Linked DNA regions of Mus musculus: all the other regions are linked to region 2. Evidence: chromatin contacts called from public promoter capture Hi-C data. All regions are on one chromosome and are shown on one strand. Each heading gives the region's core, a stretch centred on a gene start, on an enhancer-like site or on the middle of the called end of the contact. The rest is flanking DNA. Distances are from core to core; before and after follow the strand shown.

Region 1 (2,700 bases), core at 196-2,695, 2.6 Mb after region 2:
TACAAGGTGTGCAGCTTCACCATGCCTCAGTCCTGTTTCCCTTTTGGCTGGCCCCACACTTATCTGGCCTGAACCGTGGAGGAAGGACAGTCAACTGATGGCTGCAAATGGCCCAGTCACATTAGATTTCATTAATTCTGGAATTCTTGATGAACTTTTGGAGTGTCAGGAAACACAAAGGAGGTAGAAGGTGACCGAGTACCCTAAAAGTGTGCGGGTTTTGTTCTATTTTGAAAGAATCCAACAAAAAGCGGAGGGAGTTCTTAAGATTGCTTATCTTGTGCCCCGCAGGTGTGACTCTAACAAAACGGAAACCTATAAGCTCTGCTTGCTCTGAGGGACCCAACCTGAAGCTAAATATTCAAATGGGAGCCAGAGACTAATTGCCTAATTTTTATCTCGTCGAGGAATGTATTTTCTTTGCTAGTGGCTTCATCATCTAATTCATCAACATTTCTCCTATAATCAGCAGTGCAACTGACAGGAGAGTCCAACCTTCCACCTATGCTCCTCCCCTCACGCTGGATGAAAAGCCATCTAGTCCTTGGCCTGCCCCTGGAAAGATGGACTGTAGTGTAGATCAACAGCTCATTTAAAAGCAAGGAAGCTAAGGCCTACAAAAAGAAATGCCATGCCTACTGGCACAGGAGTTACAACAGAGCCATAAACCATGGGTAGGCAGCTTGGCAAGACACTTACAAGTGCCCTAAAGGCGATCCATTACCACAGAGGCCGCAGACTTGTTTGTGTGTTTTACTGCTCACGCCATTTTAAAACAATTCTTTGATTCTTTGTCAAACGTTTCTGTCGGATTAGGAAGAAATTCCTTAGAAATGTGTTCCCTTATGAAAAGGGAGGTGAGCATAGATCAAAGGGAGAGCCAGAGGAAAAGAGAAAAGGCAAGGGAGGAAGTGAGCATTGGCAACCCCAAGACCCCAATTCCCGCTTGGTTGCTCCCCACTTCGGGTTTCGCAGGGCTCCATTTCTCGCTCATTTCGCTCTATTTCCCACGGTTCTTTACCTAAGCCTACACATTTTGTAAACCCTTGGGTGGCTGCAGGCTCCGGGCATGCTCAAATGCCCTGGACTGCCTTTCCTCACCCCTTGCTCGCAACTTTGGCAAGCGTCCCACTCGCGCTCTTAAGGGGCAGGTACCCACGGATCCCCCGCAGTGGTCTCCAAAGCGTGGGAGGGGGTTAGTGAGCTCCCAGGCGGAGCTGGAGAAGTCAGCGGCCGCACGGGGCACCTCGTGGGGGGACCTGCAGGAAAAGCTGGGCTCGGCGATCACGCGGGCGCGCGGCGGTCGGAGGGGGCGCTGTCCGACGGCACGTGCGCGGGCGGGCGTGAGCGCGCGCTGGGAGTGGTCGCGGGGCGGGCAGGGGCGGGGCCGCGGCGGCGCGCGGACGCCGAGCTCGCTCGGGCTGTGCGCGGCTGCGGCTCGGCCACGGGCAGCTGCGGTGGCGGCGGCGGCGGCGGCGGCGGCAGAGCCTAGCGGTCGCAGGGATTCGCGGGCGCGGATCGCGGAGTGTCGCCGGCAGGGACGGCCGCCCGAGGCGGCAGCGTGCGGACTAGCAGACCTCGCCTCCAGCTTGCGGGAGCTGAGGACGTAGCGGGGCCGCCTCCGGGCCAGCCTCTCCTCGCTCTGCCAGCCGGCCCCGGCGCCGAGGGCGCGGCGACGCTCGGCCACCATGGGCTGCACATTGAGCGCTGAGGACAAGGCGGCCGTGGAGCGCAGCAAGATGATCGACCGCAACCTCCGGGAGGACGGCGAGAAGGCGGCGCGGGAGGTCAAGCTGCTGCTGCTGGGTGAGCGCGGCCGTGGGGACGGGGCCCGGGCCGGGGGACAGCGGTGAGCGAGCGCGGCATCCCAGTCCCTCAACAGCGCAGGCGGCTTCTTGGCCGCGGCGGTGACTGTCGCGCGACCTCACTGGCAGCCCAGAGTGTGGCGGGGCGGCGGGACGCGTGGGAATCCGATCTTTGAAGTTGAGCTTTGCCCTCCCTAGATGAGGGACAATTCGGGACCACAAAGCCAAGCACCCCCTCTCCACGGAAACCCGGTGGTGAGAGGTGTCGTGCCGCGTTGCGCTTTGCCCACGCCTGGAAAGTGCCACGTTGGGTGGCCTCGGGGCTCTCTTTGTGGGTCCTCTTCCTCTGCGGGGTCTCAGTGATCTTCCTGTCAACTTCATATGGCGACTCAGTGAGTGGAAAAGAGCGCTGAGATTTTCCCTGCGTAAGGACTTGAGCTGCTCTGGAAGCTGGATTTTGCCTGGGTGGGGGATGGAAACCACCAAAGTTGGCTTACGTTTGCTCTCATAGTAGGAAGGGAAAGAGGCTTCGCGGGTGAAAACAGCCCTGACAGGTGCGAAAGGCTCCTCGACCACAGGGTCGTTCCTCCACTGCGGTGTTCGCTCCAGTGAGGTTTGACAGCTGCACACCATGCTTTCTTTCTTCATTCTTAACACTGTTTTGCTAATAGGCGACGTGAAGGTCTTTCTTCCAGTTTTTTTGAACGGAGGAAAAAAAAAAAAGAGTAGATCCGGATTTTGATTGAGCGATATAAGGAAAATATTCACAGGTTATGGTTTTTTTAGATCTGTGAGTCAGGGTTTTTCCTTTTGTTTGTTTTTCTCCCACACTGTAGGTATTTAGGCAGATGATAGATTTCTTAGAATCTTCGTTTGCACTTCCAGCGATTTGCTT
Region 2 (2,700 bases), core at 171-2,670:
CCACCACTCCCTCATCCCCTGCCCTGGATGTAGACATACTCATTCCCAGGTGAGGGAGATGAAGTGACTTTCTTTCTTATGCTCATCACCTTTCTTTTTCCCATTTCCCTTCTATTTTTATGTTGTGTGTGTGTTTTTAAAACTAGATTACACACATTAGAGAAAATATGCAAAATTTGTCTCTCTGGGTCTAGCTTCAGGGAATACTCTATATATTAACAATTTACTTCTAAAAACTAAAAACAATGAGGACAGATGCAGTGGTACACACCTTTCTTTAATTCCAGCACTGGGGGAAAGGGAGTTGGGCAAATGCAGGAAGATTTGAGTTCGAGGCCAGGCTGGTTTACAGGACAGCCAGGACAATATTGGAAGACTATGACTCAAAAAACAAACGAACCAACCAACCAACCAAAAAAAGAAAAATGTATTTACAAACAGCGTTAGATTTTGATGTGTTCCCCTCACCGAGTCCTAAAGAAGTGGGTTTGGAGTAAAAGAGGAGTAACAACAGACCATTGCAGTTTCCTGAAAGGCAACTGTTAGCTGCGGAAAGTAACTGCTAATGTCCCTCTTAGGGGATCAGAAAACTCCTTTTTCTTGCTGAGCTAATATGATCATGTGTTATCTTTACATTCTAATCTCACAAAAGATCTAAGACTTTAAGGCATGCTCTTGTCTAAAGCTTGAACTGTGTTGTAACCCATTCCCCCAAATTCCTTATCTTTTGAGATAAAAATCAAGGTACATGCTTGGCGAAGTTTCATAGCGCTGACTCTGAAATACAGAACTCTAACTGCATTTTCAAACATTTACAAACACCGCTAGTGGCTTTTTCCTGGTGTCGTTTAAAGAATAATTAAAGTGAAAACCTTTAGCACTCAAGCTCAATTTAAAGCCTCCAAACGGTGGGTGATTTTTATCTTCACGATCGGAAGTGATCCAAGTTCCAGCTCTGCAGAAAACTCTCTTTTAAAGTACGAACTTTTACGACCTTAGTTAAAATAAGGCAACTTTTCACCATTTCTGCCTTTGCTGATCGGACTCTCGACAAATTTTCTCCGAGACGAGCAACCCAGAACTCGTTTTTCAGAACCTGCAGAAGGGACCCAAGCCACCTCAAGGTAAAAAGAGAGAGCGGTACAAACAAGGCAAAGTCTTTGAGCGAACGGCAGCGCTACCTCGGTCCGGGCAGATTCGGGGCTCCCGAGCGACGGTCGGGAGATCCTCCCTTCTCAGCGAGCTCTCCATCAGCCGCGCCGAAAAGACCTCTGACCTCCAAATGAAGGTCCGCTCGGTGACCCCACCCCGACGGCTTCTGTCCGCGTCTTTGATTGGTTTGTTCCGGGATCTCTCAGTTTAGCGCGCCCAATGGGAGCTCGGCCTGGACCTAGGCACCCCGCCCCGCGCCCCCGCTCCGGGGAGCGGCGGAGAGTAAATACAACAGGAGCGCAAAATGGCGGAACCGCCGAACCCAGCTCGCGGCGCCGTGGCTCTCCTCTCTGAGAAGGAAGCATCTGGCAAAGTACAGCCTTCCTCGCGGGAGCCGCCGGGCTCTATGTCTGCCAAGAAGGTTCGCACCGAGGAGAAGAAGGCGCCGCGGAGAGTGAACGGGGAGGGGGGCAGCGGCGGGAACGGCGGGCAGCTGCAGCCCCAGAGCTTCGGCAGCCCGGCGGCGTGGAGCTTCGCGGCTCGGCCCGCCGCCTCCTCCTCGTCCACCTCTCGGAGCTGTTACTCTTTCTCCGCCAGCCCGAGCGTCTCCTCAGCCTCCGCTTCCTCGTCTCAGCCGCTGCCGCGCAAACTGCTGGTCACTCCCTCGCTGCTGCACGCTCAGCCTCACCGCGTCCTGCTCCCGCCCGTCGCTCCGCCGGCCGCCGCCAAGCCGCGCAGACCCAAGGAGAAGCGCGAGAAGGAGAAGCGGAGGCAGCACGGCCTCGGCGCCGCCGCCCGGGATGAGAACGGCGAGGCGAAGCCGCTGCCGCGAGGTGGGTGCCGCGCGGGGGAGGGGAGCGCCGGCGGCCGGCGGGGCTGCAGCCTTCCGCGGGGCCAGAAGTAAATGGAGCCTGGAGTTTCGGTCGCCGACCGGGGGGATGGCTGAAACTCCTGGTTTTCGGTGTCGGTTTCGCCTTCCAGTTAACGCGCAGCAGGACGCGCGTGAAGGAGTGGGTCTAGAGGACCCCGCTCCCCGGTGTGTTTTTGGCTGGGGAGGCAGAAGAGAACAGGTCTTTTAAAGATTACGAAAGGGATCGGACTGGATCGCAGGAAATTCATGTTTGCGACGCAGCTTCCAACGCCAGAATATCCTGTCCAAAAAAAAAAAAAAAAAAAAGTGGGTGGTCGGGTGTATTGGCGGAAGCTGGAAGCTCCCAGGGACCACGGGGACCAGGATGTTTCATCCCTACTAGGGAGATGAGGTCGTGCGCAGGGCACCAAGTGTGCGGTTTCTGAGGTGCCCACATTCCATATTGTTAAAGTGTTTTGCGTGGTCCTGTTTTAAATACTACCCTTCAGAAGCTTTCAGCCATATTCTTTTTTTTTTTTTTTCTTCTTTCTTTCTCGTTCAGCAAATGATAAAATCGGATGTTTTGACGTCTTTTGGCCAGATCAAGTGGCTTCAGAGTGTTTCTGCCGGGGGTGGGGTGGGGTGGGGGGGGGGAATTCCCAACTGTTTTTCAGTTTTCTTTTGTAATGTAAGCTAGC
Region 3 (2,782 bases), core at 27-2,526, 2.5 Mb before region 2:
GACAAGTTCTCAGTGGCTGGCCTGGAACTTGCTTTATAGACTAGACTGGCCTCAAACATAGGAGATCACCTGCCTTGAGTTGAAATGTAGTCTTCGTCAGTTCCAGCACGTTTGATTCTTAGTACTGAGGGAAGGGGAGGGGTTAGGGGCTGAGTGAGGCGTAGCTCTGGGAAAGCACTGGGCTCAATCCCCAGCAAAAGTTAGGGTAGAAGTCTGTGAACCCAGCCACAATTGAAAAATAGTCCTAATAGAAAATCTAGGCATAGTGGGAAATCACTGCAGCCCCGGCTCTCAGGAAGTATGAGGAGTTGGAGACTTAGCTTTTACATAGGTTGAGAAGGTTTTTTATAAGATTGACTCCATGGTCCACATGACCTTAATGTGGGTTGCTTTTCGAGGACGAGGGTGGGCAAGAGTTTAAACGAGGTCTCAGGTGACTCAGACTGACTGACCACCAACTCAACACTGCCTCTAGAGTTACAGGCTTGGCACAATACACTGCAGGAATTCGGAACCAGAAATCCATCCTAATTAATGCTTCTGAAAGGCGGATCCCTTCTCGGAATGCTGTTAATGTGCGTAGAGTAGCATAGTGCACAGATCCTGTTAAATTCTCCATGGACACTCCTGCTTAGAAATCCTGTGCAAGGTGTTCAGATTCTAAGAGAAGGCTGACAAATAATGAAGCTTAGACATAATGGTGCCCTAATGGGACTAAATAATTTTATTTTTTAAAGGCGAGGCGTGGTTCGTGTAATTCAGGCTGGCCTCGAAATCACTTGGTAGTCAAAAGATCAACGCCTTTTTTTTTTTCCTGTTTCTAGCTCAGGTTACAGGCATACATCACCATGCCTGTAACGCGCAGCTAGCTATTCTAGCGTTTAATGTTCTTGTAGCTTTCAACTGGAGTGATCCTTTCCCTAACTGACATTAGAAATTAGTCCAGTAAAAGTGGCCTGAGTGAAAAGCTGTAGGAAAGGATTTTTCTTTAGTGAGAAGTACTGAGGATCCATTCTCTTAAGCCCGGTTTGATTGACGAGTGGTTCAGTAGCTTAGTTTTGACCTTTTGTAGTAATCGGGCTTTTACCGTATAATACCTATAGCCGGCGTGTCCTAACCATGGATAAAACCAAGCTACCCCGTTGTGGCTGCCAAATTTTACACCAGAGGAAAAACACCTCTTGGCGAAGCATAGCGTGGGCTTGTGCTCTAGACCTCAAGCCTTGAGTCCCACAGTGACAGAGCGAGTGCTTGTACCACAGAGCAGGGCGTTTCCCCGGCGCTGTCTGCGTCACGGCGGCTGCCCTTCCGCTCGGGAGAGCAGCTGCGGGAGCTGCGCCTGCAGGCTGGCCGGGTGCGCGGCGCTCGAGCCGGGCGGCGTTTTCCTGGGACCTTCACGGAGCAGAGCGACGAGGCTACATACAGCGGCCGAGCTTATCCCTTCTTTAATCCTCGCTGTAAAGCACCGTAGTGCAGCTTCCTGCTTAACTCGGTCGTCTGAGCTTCCAGCTCACATTTTGAGCCCAGTGCAGCCGCCATCTTCCGGAAATGCTGATGGTGGTTAGTCTGCGCCCAGTGGAAATAACAATTTTTTTGCTTTTGTTTTTGAAGCGGTCTTGCATTTGGCCCGATCTTTTTGAGGACTTGGGTTACAGAATTACATCATGCCTGGTTAGTTTCATGATGCTCAGTTTGGGGAAGTAGAGCAGTGTCCTTGTTGAAATATAATCTCTTTAGTCCAGCCTTTTCTCACTTAAATTAGATTGATGGATTAAATGAGATAATGTATACCAGATATGCAGTAGTAACTAACAGAGAAAGAAGGGAATGGTGGGTGGGGGAGTTGCGGGGGCGGGGGGATGATTAACTTTGCTGGGTATCACCACCTAAAACATGAAGGTATGGAGAAGCATGCTGTAGCACATGAGTGTGTATTTTGACAGCTCTTCAGTATAACTGATCCCTCCAAAGCAGACTTTACTGGCTTCTGGTTTCTAAGGGATGCTTCTTTTTTGTGTGGCTTCCTTTTTTGCAGGTCCATACTGAATAAATATGCTGTAGGGTGATGGACAAGGCCAAGTTGGGTAGTCCTACCATGATTTTAGTTTACAGGGAAAAATCAGGCTGAGTTTAAGTACATTGTAGGTTTCTAGGTGTTAGAAGTTTTCACACATGTGCCCGTTTATTTTTAGGGCGCGGCTTCACTGTTTGGCTAGGTGGTTTAGAACTGGGTATAGATTAGGGGACAAAAGCAGGAGTGAAGTCGCTTGGGGTTTGTTGTTGTTTTGCTGTTTTAGGTGCACTAACGATGTAATAATGTGTTTGGGATAACTTAGGAGGCAGCGATGAAGATTTAAACAGTAAAAGATTATTACACAAAAAATAACCCCAAACTTGTGCTTTACCGCGGACCCACCAGGTTGGAATATACAGGGAACAGTTGGACCATCCCTGTTTCAGGCTGGGGGTTTGATTTCTTTACACTTGCTGTCTACAAATCTCTGCAGGACACCAAACCCACGACTGAATGACACAGCCAGCATCCACAATTCACACAGAGAGGTAAAAATGTCAGATCCCCACACCAGTTGAACCAGAAGTTCTTTGTACATTAGAACATTTAATGGGAAACTGCATATGAACTGTAAAGTGTAAATACAGTCTGATTGGGATTAGAAGAGCCCTCTTGTTTAAAGCCTTGTTGATGGGGAGGAAGCCACACAGTAGAGTATACTTGCAAATAATAGAAAGGTCAATCTAGTACAGACTTAAGATGTACTAT
Region 4 (2,724 bases), core at 193-2,692, 3.0 Mb after region 2:
TATTTGGATGCCCAAGCCTGTAGTTTCTAAACCTTTAGCTGTTATGACTCAAGTCACATACAATGCGTTGATTATTTACTTCTAATCCTGTAAAGATAGTGCTGTCCCTTGTAAACCACATTTGCTCTTAATGCTTGTGGAATTTAAACAGCACACTAGGTGGCCCTAATTAGTAAACCATGAAACTTAGGTAGCTGAGGCCTTTCCTCCGAGCTTTTCCTAGAGCTTGTGGCATCTTCAGCCAAACCCGGGAACTGGGAATTCTGCTCTACTCTTCTGGCAGCGTCCATCTGCAGAATGTCTAGATGTGCAAAAAAAAAAAAAAAAAATCTTCCTTTCACTAAAAAGTTGGAAAAAAATGTTTTATATAGTATAAACAAAATAAATAGGCAGTGCAGGATCACTCTGATATGGAAATTGAAGTATGTAATTTAATTCAAAAATTGAAAAAATAATATGTTCTTAACGTTTGGAAGAAAATAATGTAAATTTAGCAACATTTTAGCAGGCTTTTATTTAATATGCCTATAGTAACACTTTGAAGCTGCCAAAGTTAATATCTCAAGTATTCAGTTTATGTAGAAAATATTTCTAGTACATAGAGAGAAAATAAATTTTCATAAAATTATACTGCTGTGCAAATCAACTGAGTGTTCAAAAACTATTTACAGTATGGGCAGAACTCAGAAAATCAATGGAAATAGATGTTTGATATATTTAACAGTATGGTAATATTCTCAACTCAAACTATTAGTCAAAAATTCTAAGCATTTAAACAAATAAATCATCTAAAATATGAAATACAGTGTCATTTTATTGCCTCAGGTTAGTTATCTGAGTTATAATTAGTTAAATTTTTTACTATAAATATAAAGGACAAACAAGGAGGCAAGCATACTAACAATGTAATTGAAGGTATCTAGGCAATATTTATTCAAAATGAAATTTATTAATCTTGACTGGAACACACTTACATGTCTGTCTTTCGGTTCACCTTTCCCAGAGGTAACTAAGCAACATTTTGTATGTAATGTATAAGCTTGCATCTAATTTACTCAATGATTAGCACAGACAGGTAAGCAAGGTTTTACAGTACCACAGAAATCACTTTGATAATCACAGTGAGGTAGAGACTGGAACCTTGGAGAAAATGTTCCCAAGTTTATGTAGTCATAGAGTGACACCCTGCTCTCATCAAGTGGAATCCATACTTTTGTCTAAAGGAAATGGTCCCAGTGGAAATTAACAATAAATGAACACTCATCACCATCACAGAAATGTGCTCACTACACATGGACTTCTTTTTATGTTTTTTTTTTCCAGACTCTCTCCATCCATCACTGTCGTTTTTTCCTAAGAAACAGACTTATGGGTCAAAGGTACTCAGTGATTACAAATCTGCATTGTCATTGTCATGCATGACCCATCTTTCTGTTTAAAGAGAGCTTTGCTTCCCAGCCACATTACTTTTTGTTGCTTGTTTAATTAAACCTCAGGGCTTGCATGGTTTGTCACGGGATTCATTCAAGGACAATGTTGTATGTTTTCTATGTTTGTAGGCATGGGAAGAAATAGAAAACGAGTAATTGCACAAACTTTTTGTAGCCAAACAAAATCACATGTTCTTGTTGATTCATACAGAAAATAATTCAAGAAGCACTCGAAACAAGGAAGTTTGAAGTCGTGGCAACAATTCTATTGTAAACAGTGCAATGCTCTCCTAAGTTCCTTATTAACATTAAATACTTACTTGCCAATATTTGCTATGCTGACTCTAACGAGATTTCACAATATGCTAAAATCTGAAGCCAATCGACTTTTCTTCCAGAGTTTTGTGTCTTGCTCAATAACCTAGTGGTCTATCACATATATCACTAGTAAACTTATTCTAGGGGTTATTTCAGTAACACTGAAATATATGATTCAGATGCATACAGTTCCAAATATCAACACGCATGCCATCTGTCTGTGTTCATGCTAAGTAAGCATTGAACATCATGGTAATTTTTTTTTTTAACTAAGAGAAGATATGTGTAGTATATATTTCTTCTCAGGTATGTTGTTTCATGTCTTTTCTGCTGGCTCTCAGGTTTTTTTTTTTATAATAAAATGCTAAACCATTTCCCATTATTTGTGCTTACATGCACAATGTGCCAAGTTACAACCTATGTGTCATCTGCAATTCTTGTCCAAGAAAATGACTTACTAAGCTGCAGAGTCATTGAGCTGGTATTCAGATGCCCTTTCAAAGCAGGCTTGGATTCCTGGATCCCCCCACAGTCGTTTAATGATTTCAGCCAGCTGTGGAGTCATATCACCATCTTCTAGTGTATTTGCCATTGAGTGAAGTTGTTCTTGGTCCTCCTGGAATAATATTTTGGTGGGAAGAACAAAAGTATGCTATTTAGGCACAGGCACTGTTTTAAATAGAGCACGCTAAAAGGTTTTTGTTCCTTTCATTTTGTCAATCATTTCACTGAAGAGTTTTTCAAAATCTATGAAGAATAATTAAACTAAAATTCATTATAGTAGTTGACTGATATCTAGAAATGCTGACCTTTGGAAAATTGCAAAATACTATATGAAGAATTTGAATGCTTTGGTATATTTCATTGATTTCTGAATATGTTGTCACAAAGAATAACAGTGCTAGTCTGTTATGGCCTGGTTTAAAATGCTGGTGTGAAAGAAAAATTAGATTGTAATAAAATGTTACTTGGCATG

The links. Promoter capture Hi-C pulls out the DNA fragments that hold promoters and counts their contacts.
Region 1: a promoter capture Hi-C map of hippocampal neurons shows a contact between it and region 2, with 4 times the contacts expected there. The contact joins the promoter of Gnai1 here to the promoter of Rsbn1l in region 2. A contact is called at or near these places in 2 of 39 promoter capture datasets (embryonic stem cells and hippocampal neurons) and 1 of 115 datasets of contacts at active chromatin or transcription factors (astrocytes).
Region 3: a promoter capture Hi-C map of liver shows a contact between it and region 2, with 5 times the contacts expected there. The contact joins the enhancer-like site here to the promoter of Rsbn1l in region 2. A contact is called at or near these places in 2 of 39 promoter capture datasets (liver and pre-B cells), 2 of 115 datasets of contacts at active chromatin or transcription factors (astrocytes and large pre-B cells) and 2 of 9 other capture datasets (adipose tissue and liver).
Region 4: a promoter capture Hi-C map of liver shows a contact between it and region 2, with 2.9 times the contacts expected there. The contact joins the enhancer-like site here to the promoter of Rsbn1l in region 2. A contact is called at or near these places in 3 of 39 promoter capture datasets (the C10 cell line, liver and pre-B cells) and 2 of 115 datasets of contacts at active chromatin or transcription factors (large pre-B cells and pro-B cells).

Annotation. Positions count from the first base shown.
Region 1 is chr5:18,359,158-18,361,857 of GRCm38.p6, reverse strand. It overlaps Gnai1 (guanine nucleotide binding protein (G protein), alpha inhibiting 1), which reads left to right and starts at 1,445. Exons shown (of 8, transcript NM_010305.1): 1 at 1,445-1,806. The coding sequence starts at 1,689.
Region 2 is chr5:20,950,542-20,953,241 of GRCm38.p6, reverse strand. Rsbn1l (round spermatid basic protein 1-like) reads left to right here and starts at 1,420. Exons shown (of 8, transcript NM_001080977.1): 1 at 1,420-1,985. The coding sequence starts at 1,457. A630072M18Rik (RIKEN cDNA A630072M18 gene) reads right to left here and starts at 2,253. Exons shown (of 1, transcript NR_030699.1): 1 at 1-2,253.
Region 3 is chr5:23,417,070-23,419,851 of GRCm38.p6, reverse strand. All of the region lies in intron 1 of 5031425E22Rik (RIKEN cDNA 5031425E22 gene), which reads left to right. Among named protein-coding and RNA genes, the nearest start is that of 5031425E22Rik, 15 kb to the left of the region's middle. Within about 2 kb of position 1,276, at least 443 of the 459 cell types and tissues checked have an H3K27ac peak or open chromatin away from gene starts, as enhancers often do. A contact at or near this core is called in adipose tissue, astrocytes, liver and 1 more, where this site is marked.
Region 4 is chr5:17,999,294-18,002,017 of GRCm38.p6, reverse strand. Gnat3 (guanine nucleotide binding protein, alpha transducing 3) reads right to left here. Exons shown (of 8, transcript NM_001081143.1): 4 at 2,207-2,364. Among named protein-coding and RNA genes, the nearest start is that of Gnat3, 38 kb to the right of the region's middle. Within about 2 kb of position 1,442, at least 38 of the 459 cell types and tissues checked have an H3K27ac peak or open chromatin away from gene starts, as enhancers often do. A contact at or near this core is called in liver, where this site is marked.